Linked DNA regions of Mus musculus: region 2 is linked to region 1. Evidence: chromatin contacts called from public Hi-C data. All regions are on one chromosome and are shown on one strand. The core of a region is the stretch at or near the end of the contact, and the rest is flanking DNA. Distances in the headings are between cores, read along the strand shown. Region 1 has its middle 28 kb from the start of Gm48057. Region 2 overlaps Fig4 (FIG4 phosphoinositide 5-phosphatase).

Region 1 (4,215 bases), core at 957-3,456:
TTCTTCCAGAAAGACGTGCTTCCATCTCTGAGGGGGAAAGGGCTGAGAGCACAGAAGAGCAGAACAGACCGGCTGGGCTTGTTGGCGTCATTTCTTCACATAAAATAAAATAAAATAAAATAAAATAAAATAAAATAAAATAAAATAAAATAAACGTTTGAAATGCTTCTCTTGCACCTGAATTTATTGTTAAAGTGTAGAAAGTCTCAGAGTAGGAGATGAACCTGTTCAGGCAGGCCTGAGGGTGACCTGCTTAGCATGGACCATTGGCTATGAGATGAGAAGGGGGTCAGCAGGGTGAGGGCCTGAAAGGATGGCCCAGGCATGGTGCAGGCAGGAGGGAAAACACACCAAGCTGCAGAGACAGGACTAGAACTGAAAAGGCCAGTGACAACACTGAGTGGTAGCCCTGTAAGGGTTTCCTGTGTGCCAGGCTCCGTTGGAAGTTTTAGTTATTATTTTTTAAAAGATTTGTTTGTTTGTTTATTTATTATATGTGTATAAATACATAGTCACTATCTTCAGACACACCAGAAGACAGTGTAGACAGTGTCATATTGCAGATGGTCAGATGGTCGTGAGCCACTATGTGGTTGCTAGGATTTGAACTCAGGACCTCTGGAAGGGCAGCCAGTACTCTTAACTGCTGAACCATCTCTCCAGCCACACACTGGAAGCTTTTTGTAAGAGTGGTTTCATCTATTCCGTACCATCACCAAGGAGGTGGACACTATGATTGTATCCATGTGACAGCTTCAGAGAAGGAGGTCAGCTACAGTGAGGCCCAACACACTTGTAGAAGACAGTGTCATATTGCAGTGTCAAAAAATAGACACCCTTGCTGGGTGTGGTGGCGCACGCCTTTAATCCCAGCACTTGGGAGGCAGAGGCAGGCAGATTTCTGAGTTCAAGGCCAGCCTGGTCTACAGAGTGAGTTCCAGGACAGCCAAGGCTATACAGAGAAACCCTGTTTTAAAAAAGAAAAAAAAATAGACATCTTTGCTAGAGAGAGCTGTGTTGTCTGTTTGAGGAGGAGGAGGAGGAGGAGGAGTGTGGTATTTGGTCAGCTTCCGTGTGACAATCTTGTTGCAGCTGAGCTGTGATCTCCTGGCATGGTTCATAGCTATGTTGAGGAGTTACTCAGAATTCACCGTTGTTTACAGGTTACACTTGGTCCTTTGCAATGCTAATCTTACATTCTGTCTCACCAGTACTTGTGAATGAACCTGGGTGCCCTGACCTATCTTGTGAACATGGGCTGCCTGGCGTGTACACTCACGTGGGGAGGCCAATGAGGAGCGAAAGCCTAGGATATCATTTAATGCAAGCAGTACTGAGACCGTCTATGACAAGCTGGTGGGATGCTGACAAAGGTGCAGGCCGCGAAGCAGACTTCTCTGTTGGACACGGATGGGCAACGATGTCACACAGTGCCCAGCCTGGGGTAAAATGTCCCACACTGGTATCTGATTTATGCTTATGGTTTTTTGTGTTGTTTTCTGATTCACAGGATGTGGCTTAGGCCCTTAATCATTCATTTTAATGTGTGCCTCTCATGAAAATGGCAACAAGCAGTAGCAACCGGTATTCTGTGACCTCTCAGCATGTGCTTCAGCCTGTGTCAGAATTTGATGTCTTAGGATACTGGGTGTGCTCTGAAGTCTTCATGGGTGACTCCAGTCTCTCTTAATTTCATCACACACTCAAGGGTATCAGTATCTCCATTTACATGTTAAAAAAAAAACACAGAAAGGTGAAGTAGCTTGTGCATAGTCAGTCAGTGGTTATACAGACTTGGGATTTGAACCTAGAACTTGGAGTCCTGCCATTGTGTCCCTCTGCATTTCCATGGTGCATGCATGAGAACTCTATTCTTTGGGAAGGTCTGGGCAGTGGCTTCAAAGAGGAATACTGACTACTGGAAATCCAAGTGGAGTGGGATTTGAACCCGGATCTATCGAACTCTCAAGCTCTGCTTGAGGCTGCTGTTCTAGCCCAGAAACAGGATAAGGGACTGGATCACATGATCATGGAGATGAAAAGGGCCCAAGGTGCGCTGTCTGCAAGCTGGGAACAGAGGGATGCAAGCGACCAGTGCCATTCAGTTTGAGTTCTGAGTCCGAAGGTCAGAGAATGGGAGGTGTGGATAGAAGTGCCAGGAAATGACAGGCGTGGCACATGGCGTTGCATACTCTGGGTGGGGCACCATCTGGCAGAGTCTGTGAGTCTGATAACGGGCGTGGGGAGCAAGGGTAATGTGAATAGCTGAGGTAGGAAGGGTAGCTCTCAGAGAATCCCAGGCAGTTCGTGGTAAGGAACATCTATGATTCTGGCTAAGTATCATCAAGACAGTGGTTCGAGGCTGGACCTGGTTGCCGTGTTTCTACCTCCACAACCATACTGTTCATGTATCCTCTCTGAGATTTAAATTATCACACCTGTCCTTATGGTGATAGCCCAAGACTGCTGTGGCAATTAAATGGTACAGGGAATATGAGAAGGTGGGCAGGCTGGTGGGCAGCGACTTCCGGCCCAACCCACGTCCCCCACTAGATGTGGGAACCAGAGTCTCTCTCTTCTGTCCATGTTTAGGAGGGGCCAACTGGCATTTAGTTTTCAATTTTTTGAAGGAATCTATGCTATCAAGACTTTAGGATACGTGTTGTACCCTGCTTCCGAGGCTACCTCTCCCAGAGCCATCCTATGGTAAAGTGCTATAGTCAAATAGTCATGGTGGTCACTTGACAGATGTCAGAAGCTCTGGCACAGTCCAGGAAGCTACACACCAGGTTTGGTCAAGGCCCTGATCTCACCACTCTCCCCCGTTCTGTTCTGAGCAGCTGGGGATGGGGATGGGTCAGTGGGGGAGGGGAAGTAGTGGGGCTGTACATCAGTCTGCTTCATGCTACATTCATAAAAACAGCCCGGGAAGAAAGAGGAAGGCTAAGGGTGAGCTTCACCCACATCCCACTTTGCACTGTGTTAAGCACCATTCCAAGCATTGCTGTGAACGTAAGACTCACAGTGAACCCTACAAGTAGGGAGTTAACATCGGCGTCATGATTATCCAAGTGAAATCATTAGGCCTCCTCCAGCGGTTTCGTGGAGAATTCTTGAAATGGAGATTTTCAGTGTCCCCCTCAAGACCTTTTGAATTAATGTCTCCGAGGTGCTGGGTGTTGAATTCCAGGATCCTGTGCATGTTAGGCAAGCACTTTAATGGCTGAGTGAAAAGGAGAGACAAGAGGAGGAGGTTGTGACTAAAGTATGGGTTCGATTTTTAGCATAGATGTAAGTAAGGGCAGGTAGAGGGAAGAGTCTAGGCTGACTGTGGAGGGCCAACTAAACTGGGACTATGAGAGGAAAGAGAGGGAGGAGCCACAGGCACTAAGGGATGCTTGGAGGGCTGGGAGGGGCCACAAGTACTGAGGGACCTGGGAGAGCTGGCCAGTGTCTGCATACATTAAATAGGCATCCCAGCCATTTGTCCCAGGGGTCTGAGACTTAGGCCAGGAGCTGCTTCCGGTCTTCACGGAAGTCCTCACAGGTAAGATACTTTCCCAAACACTCTGAGTTACTTCATCAAGCAGGGCTTTCATTGGAGCACCATGACGGTGTGGCAAGACACAATTGGCCAAGGATTTAGGTGCTTGGGGTTGGATCAAACACTGTATATAAGCTCATGGGTTGGGCAATAAACTCTGATTTCCTGTTGCTGGTCTCTGGAGTTGGAGCGCCTGGGATTTGTCACATGACTATGTTGCCTCTCATCCACCACGCTCGGTCCTGTTGCCACAGAACAGGACCAAGAAAACTGCTGTACTCCCAGACCCTCTTTATCTGTGCATGCTTCCAGCCACCTTCCCAACCCCCTGAAATATATTGCTAGTAATTTGATAATTTTTTGTAGAGTTTTAATTCCATGCCTACAAAATACCTTGGAACAAAAGGAAGAAAATAAAAGTCAAGGGAAAATGTCCTTTTGGAGTAGTAGACTCAGGCGACCCTCGAGGCTCAGATAAGTGCATAGGATGATTCCTTCCAAAGACGGTTCCAGAAACTGAGGGCAGATGAAGTCTTTGTGCTCCCTTAAGTCCTTGGAAAGGAACAAATTCTTTGTTTCCATGGGAATACATTATTTCCATGGGTGTCCATCTTCATGCACTCTCCCCATGCCAGTACTAAGGAAAAAATTCACATGATGCTAAGTGGTAC
Region 2 (4,343 bases), core at 248-2,747, 190 kb after region 1:
GAAGTGTGAGGAGATGGCTCAGTCAGTGAAGTGTGGGGAGATGGCTCAGTCAATGAAGTGTGAGATGGCTCAGTCAGTGAAGTGTGAGGATATGGCTCAGTCAGTGAAGTGTGGGGAGATGGTTCATCAGTGAAGTGTGAGGAGATGGCTCAGTCAGTGAAGTGCTGGGGAGATGGCTCAGTCAGTGAAGTGCTGGGGAGATGGCTCAGTCAATGAAATGCTTGCCACACTAGGATGGCGGCTTGAGTTTAAAGCCTCAGTTAAAGCTGGATGTGGTGATGCGTAACCCCAGCCTGGTACATAGCCAGTGTTGAGACAGTGGTTTCGATCAGAGATAGGCAGATCCCTGGAGCTAACCTGCCAGTCAATGGGTGAGCCCTAGGAAAAGCAAGGTGCAGAGCAACTGAAGAAGGCTCTCGATGCCAACCTCTGGCCTTACACACATGTGCAAACCTGTACAAACATCTGTCTCTGTCTCTCTGTCTCTGTCTCTCTGTCTCTGTCTCTGTCTCTCTGTCTCTTCCTCTCTCTCTCTCTCTCTCTCTCTCACACACACACACAAACAGAGAGAGAATGAGGGGGTAAGGGAGGAATGAAAGGCAGGAGGGGAAGAAGGAAGAAGAGCCAAGTTAAAGGAATTTGGAGACAGCTAAATCTCATTGTATGCCAGCTGGCAGGACTGTGTTTCACAGGACAGATACAGGGCTACTGAATGTCTGTGCTTAACACATTATTATGGTGGGTGGTTGAGATAATACACAAATCTATTCATAATTTTGCCTCAGAACAATACTGAAACTCTACAGTTAATTTAATTCAAGATGAGCAGTAAGGATTCTTTAATGGCTGGTTGTATTCAGTGCCAAACTATTTTAAGCAGGCCCTTCTATAAAGTGGCTCCGTTAGTCTTCAGAGATAGCCATCAAGTCAGCTACCAAAGCAGCTCTTGGCCTCCACCGGCAGCACACGGCCTACATTAGTCCAGCGTCTGCTCCTCTCGGAGCCCTTACACATCCATCCTGATATTTAGCTTTCACATCCGCTTTGGAGGAGGGAAGCCCAGTTTTACCTGCTCTAGCGGTCAGATGCGCTAGCTATTTGTAAAGCTGAACTGATGGTCCCTGCTCTCTCTTTGACCCTTGACCTCTGCATAGAACCGCATGTGCATAACATTCCTGGCAAGAATAAGCAGATATCCAATGGCTGCTCAAAGACACCGTCTGGGAACTAAAGCCTTAGACCAGCAGGGGAAGAGACCCTGCCGTCCCAGGGGTGGTAGGGCCAGGGCAACACAAACAGGGCCATGCACTCCACCCAACAACTTGGACTTCTTATCAAGAAATAAACTGGGAGTCCTCCCTCTGCTTCTCAGAACCTGATCCACTGAAAGCAGACTCACAGAAATAATGACAAACTCTACGGACAGGACATGCCAACCCTAGCTGGCATGGCTTTATCAAGCAGCAGGCAGGTCCTCCCGTGATCCCAGTGCTACATTGAACAATACATCTGTGATGTTGAGATAGTTCCTGCTGCATCTGAGTCAGAATAAAGCTCAAGATATCCCCAGGACTGCTGGGGTAACAGGGGGCAGGAAGAAATGGATTCACAAAGAACCACTGTTTCCTGATCCAGTCACAGGGAGCCCCTCATAGACCTAAGCTGGAGTTCTGTGTGGCCCGAAGACTCCCGGCTCCTACCGCAGACTAAGTCAGAACACCTGACCGAGAGGGCAGCTGCTGAGCCCGCGGGACGATTCTAACATCTAGGAACGCTTGCCAGCTTCTGGTCTATCATGGCCACCATCAGTTATATAGATGAGACATGTAGAATGCTAAATATGAGCTTGCTTGAATTCTTACAGTGATGGGAATCAAACCAAGGACTCTGGACACCTTAGGCAAACATACTACCGCTCAGCCATACTCTAACTACTTAAACAGTTTTTTCTTTTAACTTTTTATTGCTTCAGTTTCACATTGTGTAGCCGAATCCCACTCACCTCTCCCTTCCTCCTTATCCACCCTTGCAACCTCCCCACAAAAGAAAAAAAAATAAACAAAACATAAAAACCATCTCGTCCAGGGAGTTGTAGTGTGTCGCATGTGTTCCACAGTATACGCTTCTGTCCACACGTCTTTAATTGCAAACATTCATTGCAATGAGTCATTGGTCTGGTTCGAGGCCTCTGGCTTCTGCTACACTATCAGGACCAGCTCTTTCACTCGCTCCAGCAGTGCATAGATGGAGTACATGTTGGTGTGGGTCAACTCCAGGATGGGGATCTGGGCCTGAGTGGTCAGCCCACCAGCTGTCCTGCGCCCACACCACCAGGGTGAACTTTCCTGTACTGCCTGGCTGGCTCACCTAAGACTGTAGCCGGCAGGGGGCAGGGCCAGCTCTCCTGCTTTCATACCCTCAGGGGTAGCTCAACCACATCCATGCCACCTTATGTGGCAGGGACAGCTCTCCCATGCTCACCCATGCTCCCACCACCAGGGCCAGCTCTACTGTGCCAAGTGAGGTGCAGGGCCCTGCTCTCCCAAGTGCCAGAGCCAGTGAGGGACAGAGCCAGCTCTTCCTAGCCCTTGGACATCAACCTGGTCCCAGACCATGGCCAACTCAGACCAGGGACTTTCATAGGGTCTTTAGTTGGTAATCTGAGCCATGGACATGGCCCATAGCGGCACTACAGGCAGAGACTTCACCGTGGCCTCAGGTGTCAGCCCAGGCTACTCACAACTCTCTCCACCCTCCCCTCCCAGTTCCACTCCTCTTCATAGAGCTCAAACCACCCCACTCATCTTTCTCTCCCCTCTGTCCACCACACACTTGCACACCTTGATGGCTTCTGCTGTGGGCAGGACACACAGCTGACGGAAACCTGGGTGTCTTCTGCTCACACACACTGTGGGCGGGCCTCTGGGTGTCCCCTAGACACTCATATCTTGTGGCAGCAGGCTGGCCAATCTTATTATGTAGCCCAGGCTAGCCTCAGATGTCTGAATGCAGGAGTTGCGGGGGCATACCATCGTGTCTGACTCAAACAGACTAGCAAACTTCTGATCCTACTCCCTCTGTGTCCCACGTGTTGGGAGCATAGAACATGAGGTTTCTTTTAAATGACAAAATACCACTAGCCCTACATCGGAGGGCACAGTTTAATGCTTAATTATAAAGACATGAGCAGCAATAACAGATTCAGCTCTGATTTTCTAATGAGATTATTTATTTATTTATTTATTTATTTATTTAATTTACTTCTCAAGGGACATATGCATTTCTGAGGTGGGAAAGAAAACAAAATCCATACCACTCAGAGGCTGTTGGACAGAGACCGAGTGAAGTTAAAGACCAGCACAGACAGACAATCTCTTATCATAGTGGTAGCACTGGGTGCCAGATTAAAACAAAACAAAACCACCAAAACTAGCATTTAAATACCACACACTGTAGAAATGGTGAGACAAATTTCTTTTATGGATTCCAGTAGAGTGACCTAGCTTATTAGTGTACTTTGGTGACAAAAAGTAAATAAAAATTAAAAAAAAAATCAACACTTGTCTCCTGGGCATGAGCAGAGGGAATTTAGCTTTAAGCTCCTCACAGCCTCAAAGGGAGAAGACCTATTGCCCCGCACTCAAATGCCAGTTGTATTTTTGGACATAAAATATTATAATTACATTGCAGACGCTAGCAGGGTGTTCTGTATTTTCCCCCAAGGAATGGTGCAGCCTTATTTAGAATAATATATTTACCCATTCGTTTCCGAGCTGCTTAACACACATCGCTTGGTGAGCACTGATGACATTCACCCTTAACTGCGGCTCTCACAGCAGCAGAGAAACACTCCAGGCAGGAATTCATTAGACACACTAGATGGTTTTAAGGAAACCCCTCACTGGTGCCCTTTAATGCTCTTTGTTCAGTGGGGCTGCTTTTAACACAGCCATTTCTGATAAAAAAGAAAAAAAAAAAAAACCTCTACCTTATACTCAAATGCGGAACTAATGTTTGAGCCCTTTAGACTTTAATACCCAATAAGATGACTTTTCTGGCTTGCATGGATTGAATAACCAGTAAATGTTCACTGGCTTGGGGCTGAGATGTTTTCGGAATTCGGTGACATCATGTAGACAAAATTTGGTGGTTAAACTACTAGATAATACTTACATAATTTTAAGAATTGCATTATGTGATTCTTTTTGGTATGTTAAAACCTTAACCCCTTGCTTTGGTCAGTATTTTGGCATACTTCAAACCTCATGTAGCATTTTCAGAATATCTAGTAAGAGTTTGACTCATAAGATCCATTTCCCTTCCCAGTGCTCTGTCTGTTGCTA

The links. Hi-C and Micro-C count contacts between places; a contact is called where the count stands out from the background.
Region 2: a contact with region 1 is called in a Hi-C map of erythroid progenitors, with 7 times the contacts expected there. The contact joins two enhancer-like sites. A contact is called at or near these places in 3 of 484 Hi-C or Micro-C datasets (embryonic stem cells, erythroblasts and erythroid progenitors), 1 of 115 datasets of contacts at active chromatin or transcription factors (fetal liver) and 1 of 9 other capture datasets (embryonic stem cells).

The regions. Positions count from the first base shown.
Region 1 is chr10:41,004,680-41,008,894 of GRCm38.p6, forward strand. No RefSeq gene overlaps it. Among named protein-coding and RNA genes, the nearest start is that of Gm48057, 28 kb to the right of the region's middle. Within about 2 kb of position 2,207, at least 28 of the 459 cell types and tissues checked have an H3K27ac peak or open chromatin away from gene starts, as enhancers often do. A contact at or near this core is called in erythroblasts, erythroid progenitors and fetal liver, where this site is marked.
Region 2 is chr10:41,195,079-41,199,421 of GRCm38.p6, forward strand. All of the region lies in intron 22 of Fig4 (FIG4 phosphoinositide 5-phosphatase), which reads right to left. Among named protein-coding and RNA genes, the nearest start is that of Gm25526, 19 kb to the right of the region's middle. Within about 2 kb of position 1,498, at least 12 of the 459 cell types and tissues checked have an H3K27ac peak or open chromatin away from gene starts, as enhancers often do. A contact at or near this core is called in erythroblasts, erythroid progenitors and fetal liver, where this site is marked.